Linked DNA regions of Rattus norvegicus: region 1 is linked to region 2. The links are chromatin contacts, called in public Hi-C maps. All regions are on one chromosome and are shown on one strand. The core of a region is the stretch at or near the end of the contact, and the rest is flanking DNA. Distances in the headings are between cores, read along the strand shown. Region 1 holds the start of Gtf3a (general transcription factor III A). Region 2 holds the start of Polr1d (RNA polymerase I and III subunit D).

The links. Hi-C and Micro-C count contacts between places; a contact is called where the count stands out from the background.
Region 1: a contact with region 2 is called in a Hi-C map of frontal cortex, with 1.7 times the contacts expected there. The contact joins the promoter of Gtf3a here to the promoter of Polr1d in region 2. A contact is called at or near these places in 2 of 12 Hi-C or Micro-C datasets (frontal cortex and hepatocytes).

The regions. Positions count from the first base shown.
Region 1 is chr12:13,256,790-13,261,118 of GRCr8, forward strand. It overlaps Gtf3a (general transcription factor III A), which reads right to left and starts at 1,798. Exons shown (of 9, transcript NM_001113570.1): 1 at 1,446-1,798. The coding sequence starts at 1,640.
Region 2 is chr12:13,115,151-13,119,603 of GRCr8, forward strand. It overlaps Polr1d (RNA polymerase I and III subunit D), which reads right to left and starts at 2,919. Exons shown (of 3, transcript NM_001037787.1): 1 at 2,859-2,919. The coding sequence starts at 2,884. Lnx2 (ligand of numb-protein X 2) reads left to right here and starts at 3,989. Exons shown (of 10, transcript NM_001108329.1): 1 at 3,989-4,127.

The DNA.
Region 1 (4,329 bases), core at 548-3,047, 140 kb after region 2:
CTGGAGTTCTTTCCTTCTACACTTTGGGTTCCAGGAATCCAGTTAAGGTCCTCAGGTCTGGTCCCTCCCCACTGAGCCATCTCATCAGCTCTATGTTGTTAAAAGTCTGATTTGTGGCAGGCAACACCAGACACTTCCTTCCAGGGACGTGTCCATTCAGAAAGATGCCTGCCGCACTTGGGCAGGACTTAATTCTGCTGCACCGAGTTCCACATCAAAAAACGCCCCATCTTTTCACGAGTCACCATAGCACACAGATTATTATTGTTCTGTGGATGGACAGCATCTGACAGGCAGGTAGGTTAGCTTGCTCCTTTGGGACACAGGCTTCCCCAGGAGACCCCTTCTCAAGTTTGATTTGACATGAGCCCAGATAGCCTGTCTGCGCATCTCTCTGCCATAATACCATTTTACCACCAAGGAGGAGAGGCAGAAGAAGGAGCAGGCTGTGTCTCATCACAGGTGACCTCTGTGTCTACAGTAAGAGAGATCAGGCACAAAGACAGGAAAATGTGTCACAGCTGAAAAAGCTCATAGGTGCAAAGGTAAACGAAGGAAACATCTCCCAGCCCTAACTGCGATCTCCAATTTGGCTCCCAGATGTGGGGGAGGGGATGCTGTCATGAAACCCACAGTAAAGCTACAGCATATCCCAACATCCAATTGGATATTTCCTAACTATGGGAATACTCTGAGATCCAAGACTTTCATCACAGTACTAGACTGCCAGTGGACAGGAAGACGTAAGTGAGCCGCACTGCTCAGCATAAAGTCAAAGAACCTTGTTCAGATCCAGTCCTACAGTAGGACCCGTACTAGTCAAATTATTGTCCAATCTGGAACAATAAACACAACTTCAAAGCCAGGTGTGGTGGTGCACGCCTTAAATACTAGCACTTAGGAGGCAGAGACAAGCGGACCTCTTGAGTTGGAGACCAGTCCGGCCTACAAAGTGAGTTCCAGAACAGCCAGGGCTACACAGAGAAACCCTGTCTCAATAATGATAATGATGACAAACCGTAACTTTAATTGTCCAACCAAAGAACAGCATTCTGGTCTAAAATGCAAGCTCTAACTCGGACACAGGGACAAAGAAAGGCCAAAATGTAGGAAGAGAATGTTCAAGGAGAAACGGGGGTAAAGTCACAAAGATGTTATGATGACAGTGGGTTGGCAAGTCTGCCAAGAGAAAGAAACCAAGGTGCATAAAACAAAATAGAGGAGCCAGGGGAAAGGGCCAAACAGGAAGGCTTTTCCTGTTCACTCTAACCCACATAGCCTTGGTACTTGACCAAAGCCCGCCTGCAATTGAAAGGGTGCACACTTGTTGCTTGCAAGAAACCCTGACGTCCTAGACCTCAGTCTTTGCTGAGCACCTGCCCCGGCCAAGTCCAGGACCCAACCTCTGCGCCAGGCTCCACCATGCACACCCGCGGCCAGGTTACCTCCCCCGTGTGCTTGCAGAGGTGCGCGTCTAGCTTCCAGGCTTTGTTGTAACTAGCGCTGCAGTCAGGAAAGGAGCAGATGAACCTGCTGGGGAGCGCGGGGCGCGGCGGGGCGGGGCCCACACAGGCCCGAACGAACGCGTCCGCGATGGTCAGGGACGACACCGCTTCCGCGACCGAGACCCGCGGCTCCAGGGCGACGCAACTGCGCCCGGGCCGAGGCGGGGCAGCCACGTGCTGTCCCCGGAACGCGGGACACAAGCTACCGGCGCCCAGAGACCCGACACTTCCGGGAACGCGGCCCGCAAAGGCGCCAGGTCCCGCCCATTAAACCCCATGCGCCAGGATTGCGCATGCCCTGAGAGGCTCGGTCGCGTAGCCTGGCCGCACATGCGCATCAAGGACTCTTCGACTGAGCCGGGCAGCCAGGCTCTGGTCTCCTGGTTCGTGTCTTAGGGAAACAGGAAGCGCTGCTTAAACGTCCCAAATATTAACCCGACATGACTTAAGGTGGCCTGTTCTTCACATTCCAGTTTTGCCCTCTGCATCCTGACACAAGCCTCAGAACGTAGTGGAACCCAAGCTTGTCTGCTCCTTCGAGTCACGTGGAAATTTTTCAAAATTCCAAAGCCCAGAACTTAACCCGGACCAATTAAACCTTAATTTCTGACGTCAGTTGTGTTGGTTGTTGTTTTGTCAACTTTCTCTTTGTGTCACTGAGTCCTTAGTGTTTGGGGGTATTTTTAGCTGTGGGATTTCCACTTTTCCCTCAGCCTGATTTAACCTCCATAATGGCAGAGACTGAAAAATAACCTCTGTGAATCCTTCCTTAAAAAGTGGTGTGCAGGGGTTGGGGATTTAGCTCAATGGTAGAGCGCTTGCCTAGCAAGCGTAAGGCCCTGGGTTCGGTCCCCAGCTCCGGAAAAAAAGAAAAGAAAAAAAAAGTGCTGTGCATCTATGAAGGGCTGAACCGGTCTTACTGTTAGTGGATGAAGATAACCATGGGAAATCTTTAAGCTTTTTTGGCTAATGGATATCTTTACTGCAGAAGGTTTGAATGTACTTAATTCCCTCGCGTCAAAGCAATTCAAATGAAAAAGGACTGAACAGAGGGCTACAGGGGTCTCAGCACTTGTTGACAGGTCATTGTTGTTGGGTTCGCATGCTTATGCCCCATGCGCATGTGCAGATTGCTGACTGTCTCTTTCTTCTTTCCGGTCCCTCTTCCCTTTCTCGCTTTCTTGTCCGCTCTACTCCATCAGCGGACACTCTTTTCCAGCTCCAGTCTTCTGTTTCTCCTTTTCTCTGAACATCAGCTTCTAGAAGATTCTGAGGTCCTTCCCCTGTGACTCTTGTTTTCCAAGGACTTTGGTCTCAGTCAAGCAGCCTGGACTTTACATAATTTTTTTCTCCTCTTAGTTAATAACCTTGGTTAGACAATATTTGGCTCAGCTAGGATTCAGGCTCTTTCCAGACCCAAACATACCAATCCCAGGGTTGGGGGTTGGGTTGGGGGATGGGGAGGAGGATTGTGAGTCTTAAGTGTCAAAGCTAAAGATGAACCCAGACAGAACTAGCTTTAATCCCACAATGGAGGCAGAAACAGGTGAATCTCTGAATTCAAAGCCAGCTTGGTCTACAGAATGAATTCCAGGACATCCAAGGCTACACAAAGAAACCCTGTCTCCTGTTTATTCCACCAAGACCTTCCAATTCAGCTGACATCTGTGATGTCATCAGATGGCACATATCGAAAACCCTTACCCTTTCAGCACACCACAGCCCATAATTGAGGAAGAAGTCCCTTTCAGAAGCAGGTCCTACCAGCTCTAACATTGTCTATGACTAGAAAGAGTCATAGTGATCACTTTTTTGAGCCAGCGCGGGAGAGGGAAAATATGATACTAAAGGAGGAGTGGTAATAGAGTGGATTGGAGAGAAAATTCTGAAATACTGAATGTATACAACGGGGCTGTTGTCATCAGCAAAGTCAGGTGTCTGGTCTCGAGAGGGTAGCTTGGAAAGGAGACGTTATATAAATGACCCGGTGTACTGGTGATTCAGCTACCCTGCTGTGAGTCAGAGGCGTGGGCTTCGGGGGTTCTGTGACCTGACTTGGCATCCTATCTCCTAATTGACCTGAGTCAATTAATTAATTTCTGTGAAATCCATGTTTTCTTTGAATAACTATTAGAATGTCTGTGGCCCACAGTGGTATGAAATGATCACTTCAGGTGAGCTGCTGTGTTTTAATTACTTAGCCCTATGTGAAGTGGTTCACATGACATCTTTCTTGCCTTCAGTGAAATTCTTGGCAGTGAACACTTTGGAAGTTCCTGTGTTGGGGAAGTCTATGTGGTAAAGGACTAAGGTGACCTCTGGCCAGCAGCCAGGTAAGACCCCAGACCCTAAAGCCCTAAAGGATCTTGTCTCAGTCAGTCCTTCAGGAAAACTCTAACCCTGGCCTGTGGTGGATTGCCCTAGGGCCTTTGCATTCTAATGTTAACTCTGCTTCCTCAAGAGCGGCTTCAGGTGAACCTTCTTCTCCCCATTCTAACTGGTCAAATAAAGGCTAGAGCCTGTGATTGGGCTGTGGAAGGGAAAGGTGGGGCTGGAGGTTTTAGAAAGTGGGGGGAAGAGAGGGAGAGAGGGGAAGAAGATGGAGGAAGATGAACAAAACCACGTGGCCCGGAGAAGCCACGAGTAGCAAGGGAATCTCATAGCTGGGGAAAAGAGTAGAGTAGTGGTAAATCTGCCCAGTCTAGGCGTGCAGCTTATAAATATTGTAAGTGAGTTGTGTGTTTTTGCATGGGCTTCCTGGGGTTGGAGATTTACCACCACACTGGCCCATTTCTCCATTGCAGCCTGGCAGAGACCCCAGATG
Region 2 (4,453 bases), core at 1,669-4,168:
GCATGTATGTATGTTGGTGCTGTTTTTCTGAGGCAAACTCTTGTTATTCAAGTCAGTTGGATCTTTAACTTGTAATTCTCCTGCTTGCATCTTTTTAATGCTGAGATTACAGGCATGCACCATCATCCCTGGCAGAAAGTGGAGTTCTGACTGAAGACAAGCATCACCAAAGATCCCAAAGCTCAAGAGCAAGAGGTGACTCGGCTCAGGAGTGACAGATACTTAGAGTGAATTAAGTCACGCCTGGGTAGAATACTTACAAGACACAAACGATTAAAGAGATAAACCAGATGACTCTTGGGATGTGAAAAGTTTTGTTAATATTGTTAGTTTCCCAAAATGTCATTTCTTCTGCAAAATGTCATTTCTTCTGTACAGAATTCTCTTCCTCCAAATCCTGACTTTCTAACAAATGTTATCTCTTCTATGTAACCCTGGGCTCCTACCTAAAGACTAAAAATGTTACCTGGTAATTCCAGTCTTTCCAATAATTAAAGTTGGAGCTGGAGAGACAACTCGGTTGCTGAAGCACTTGCCACAAACTTTAAGGATCTGATTTTAATTTCCAGAGCTTACGTAAAAGAAATTGGGCAGGGTGGCTAAGCTTCCAACACCAATGCTCGGGAGACAGATAACAAATAGGTTCCTGGGGTAGCCTAGCCTAACTGACAAACCCCTTTAACCCCAATATGTGAGAAACTAGGGCAAGGGCAAGTTTACCAAGTGCATTCCAAGTCAGCCGGGGCTAGCTGGTGAACGTGCCCTAAAACCAACCAAACTAAAGGTTAACTTCTGGCTTCCATGTGCATGCATACATATCCACACAAACAGGCCTGCACGAAACCTAGTAAAAACTGGTTTACTCATGTCGTGACTACATATTTCATTAGTGTTCTGGAATTCAAGCAATAAATTGACATCCTACAAAAGCTACGAAGATGGAGCTTGATACCAATTCAAATTCTCTTGCGAAATTAAAACTCCGAGGAGTACTTCACATTATCTTCATCCTTAAGGTAGTCTACTAATCATATCAAAGAAGCATTTGCATTAATAAAAAAAAAAAAAACAGCCCGGAGATGCCTTAGTGGGTACAGGTGCTTGCTGTGAAGCCCAACAATCATCAAATGGCTCCAATATGGCGTTAGGAGAGAACAGACTGCCATGCATGTACCACGGCATGTTTGTGTGCACATACAAGGAAAATGTAAAAACAAACACCACCTCAAGTCCCTCTTCCAATCTTCTTTCCAGCCTTTTAAATCATAGTGTCCTGGACCTCATTCTACTTTACCTCTCCTTCCCACAGCATCTCGATCATATAGAAATAGTCTTTTTAAGATCTGTGATCACAACCTCTGACTCGGCCCAATTACATCTGTTCACTTATAGTGTTGGTTCAATTAAGGGGTGACACCATCCTTGGGGGTTCATCTAGGTTCAAGGAAGAGAAACCACTCAAACTAGTTTAAACAAAAGCGAGAATTTATTAGGCAAACAGACTTGCAGAGATTCCAAAAGCTGTAATGGGTCAATAGCTAGAGCCACATTTTCCTATAGGACAGAACATGCTGTAGTCACCAATTCTAGTTCTGGGCTCTGTACCATCCTGAGGGTGGTCCTGCTTGTACCCTGCACGAGGGACTAGAGCGTGGGTTCGTTTTTGCTTGCCTTTTTATCTTTATAGTCCTTTACGCTGGCCTCAAACTTGACAAGCACATGCTGGCAGACATTCAAGAGCTCATTCAGGCCTTTCTGAAACGGCTCAACAGCTGGAAGTGCACCCCGTGTCTGAATTCGCAAATTAATTTTGCTCTCTGAAGGATGGGTCGTAGTGTAACCACAAAATTCCACTTCCGGGTTCTTCATGATTATGTACCGCAGACAATTTCCTAGTGTATGGTCCTCCTCGTGTAGTACAAATGTCACACACTGTCTATCTGTTCCAGCTGCCTGGACCATTTCCAGGGCTGTCTTCCTCTCGCCTTCAGCCATTGAGGTCTTCAATCCTGATATTTTTCTACACACATATTTTTTTGTGTAAGAATGAGATCATACGGAATATCGTTTTCTGATTAACTCTTAAAGATTCACTGCCTCATTTTCCTGCCTCCACACTTCTAGCCATAAATATTTAACTCGTTTCTCCCTACTTCATTTGACTCCAGCAAGGGGGTGGGTACCACCTCAGAAAAAAAACAAAACAAAAGAAAAACAACCCACGAAGTTAATTGTTTGCAAAAATCTTCGGATAGAGCAAAGAAAGGGGCAGAGTTATAATAGGGTAGGCCCTGCTTTAGATGAAAAGGGAGTTGACAGGCATAAAAAACACGATTACTTTAGCATAAAAATGGCAACCACAAGGTATCAGGGTGGCAGGCTCAGTTACAGCTTCCGTTTGAAAGAGGTAAGGAAACTAAGTGAAAGGAAGTGAAAAGTTTAATAGGAGGGAGAATTTGGCGGACAGAGAGAATTTACGAGCAGTCTGCACAGAGCGGAGTTGCAGTAACTTTAGCTAACTTAACACGCCAGGACCGCCACTCGGGACGGCTGGCCCGGTGCGTGACCTTACACGAGGCAGTTCTAATGAGGGTGGTGGCAGTTTGGGACTTACAGCTGGATTCCCTACCTCTCTCCCATCCCGGATGGCTAGCGTCCCTCTGGGCTTTTCTGTTATAAATGAACCCACGGCTCCTCCCTCTTCCCAACCCGGCCCGCTCTATTCTCTCTCCTCCCTTCCCCAGCGCCTGGGGTCAGGCCTAGCCGCCACGCCGGGCTCAGTCGGCCGCGTGCCCCTTCGCTACCCGCTTCTCTGGCCCGACCCGCCGCCCCACTCCACTCTTTGCCTCCAACCTTACCTCTCCAGCTCCTGATCGTCCTCCATCGCGGGGGGCGGCTCCGGGAAATCCTCAGGTGGCGCTGGCGAAAAGGAAGATCTTCCCCATGTCGCGAAAGGTGCGGGACAAGGCAGGAAGGAAGAAACCACCGACGGAAGGAGCGGATGACGGAAGGAGGGAGGCGGAGCCGCAGCGGCGCGGCAGGGCCCCCTCTGAAGGGCGGGGCTAAAACAGAACCCGCCCCCGACCACGCCCAGGCTCGGGCTGGACCGCTCACCTGGAACTGCGGAAGCCAGGCGGCTGCGGTGCACATTCTGTCCCCGAGTGCTACCGTAGATCACAGGCTTCTCGCCTGTTGCCCCGAGACATCTGCTATTTAGCGTCGGGGTCGGATCTCTGACTTGCTAGAGTCTCGAGGAACGGGACTGCCCCATGGCTGGCTATTCCCGGGACCGGAGTCCTCAGGGGCCTTTCCTGGGGCACCCAGCATATTGCAACCTTGAAAAAGCAGAGAGACTAGTGTGCAGAGGTGACTTTCCTGACGATACTGTGGGCTTTTTATTTTCTCCCAGGGGTGCAAATGTACATCTCCAATAGGTGCAAGGGCAGCGTTTGTCTTTCTTTTGGGAGAGAAGTGAGAGTTTGGAGCACCGCCCTCCTTCCTCCGGAGCTCACGCGGTGGACTTGCAGCTCCTTTTCCCTTTGAACCCAAGGAACCGCCCTTCTCAGGTGCATCCTCTCTTCTCCCACCTGACCCTGGCCAGGCTGGATCCCCGCCCCACCCAGCTGTCCTCTTGCCCTGCACACCTACACGTCAGCCGCCCCGCGCCACCTGTTCTCCCTCAGCCTGGTCCCGCAGCCCTCCCCTCCCTTCAGCTGTCCCACGCCAGGCGCGGCGCTCCAGGGGTGCACGCAGACACTTCCCGAGCGTCTTCTCTGTGTGTCTGAGGGGAGAATCCGGCCGGGAGCGATGGCGGAGGGCGGAACGCGCTCACTCTAACTCGGGAGTGATGAGCAGGGCCGACCCGGCCCCTAGAATTCCTTGATTGGTCGAGCGGCTCCAAGCCCGCTCTTAGTCCCGCCTTCGCCCGCCGTTGATTGGCTCAGGTGCGTGTCGGGTTGGGCCTCTGCGCTCGCCCCCGAGGGGAAAGGCAGCAGGGGCGGTTGAGAAGTAAAGTCTTGGCCGGACTTTGCTTCTCGCCAGGAAATCGGCGGCGGTGAGTCCCGGCAGAGCGGAGCCGGGTAGCGTCCTCGTTAGCGCGCCCGCGGGGAGCCCGCCGCTTTCCGTCAGTGAGTTACTTCGCCTCAGGTGCGGGCGGTGACGGGGTGTGGCGTCAGGGTAGGGGGGACCATCTGGGGAACCGCTGGGGGCCGCGTGGTGTCTGGCCCGGCCCGGTGCGGGTGCAGGTTCCAGGAGACCCGGTGCGGTTCTGCGCGCCTCTCGCTTCTCAAGACATGGACGTTTGAGGACGAGTTGTTGCACTTCGCGTCTGCACGTTGTCGGGAGCTAGAGTGGCGCTAGCCAGCTGCCCTTTGGTTTTGTTCCCTGGAAGGGATGAGCAGAGAGACCCTCCTCCCCGCCCCAGCCTGTTGCGGGGGAAGTCTCACCTTTCTCT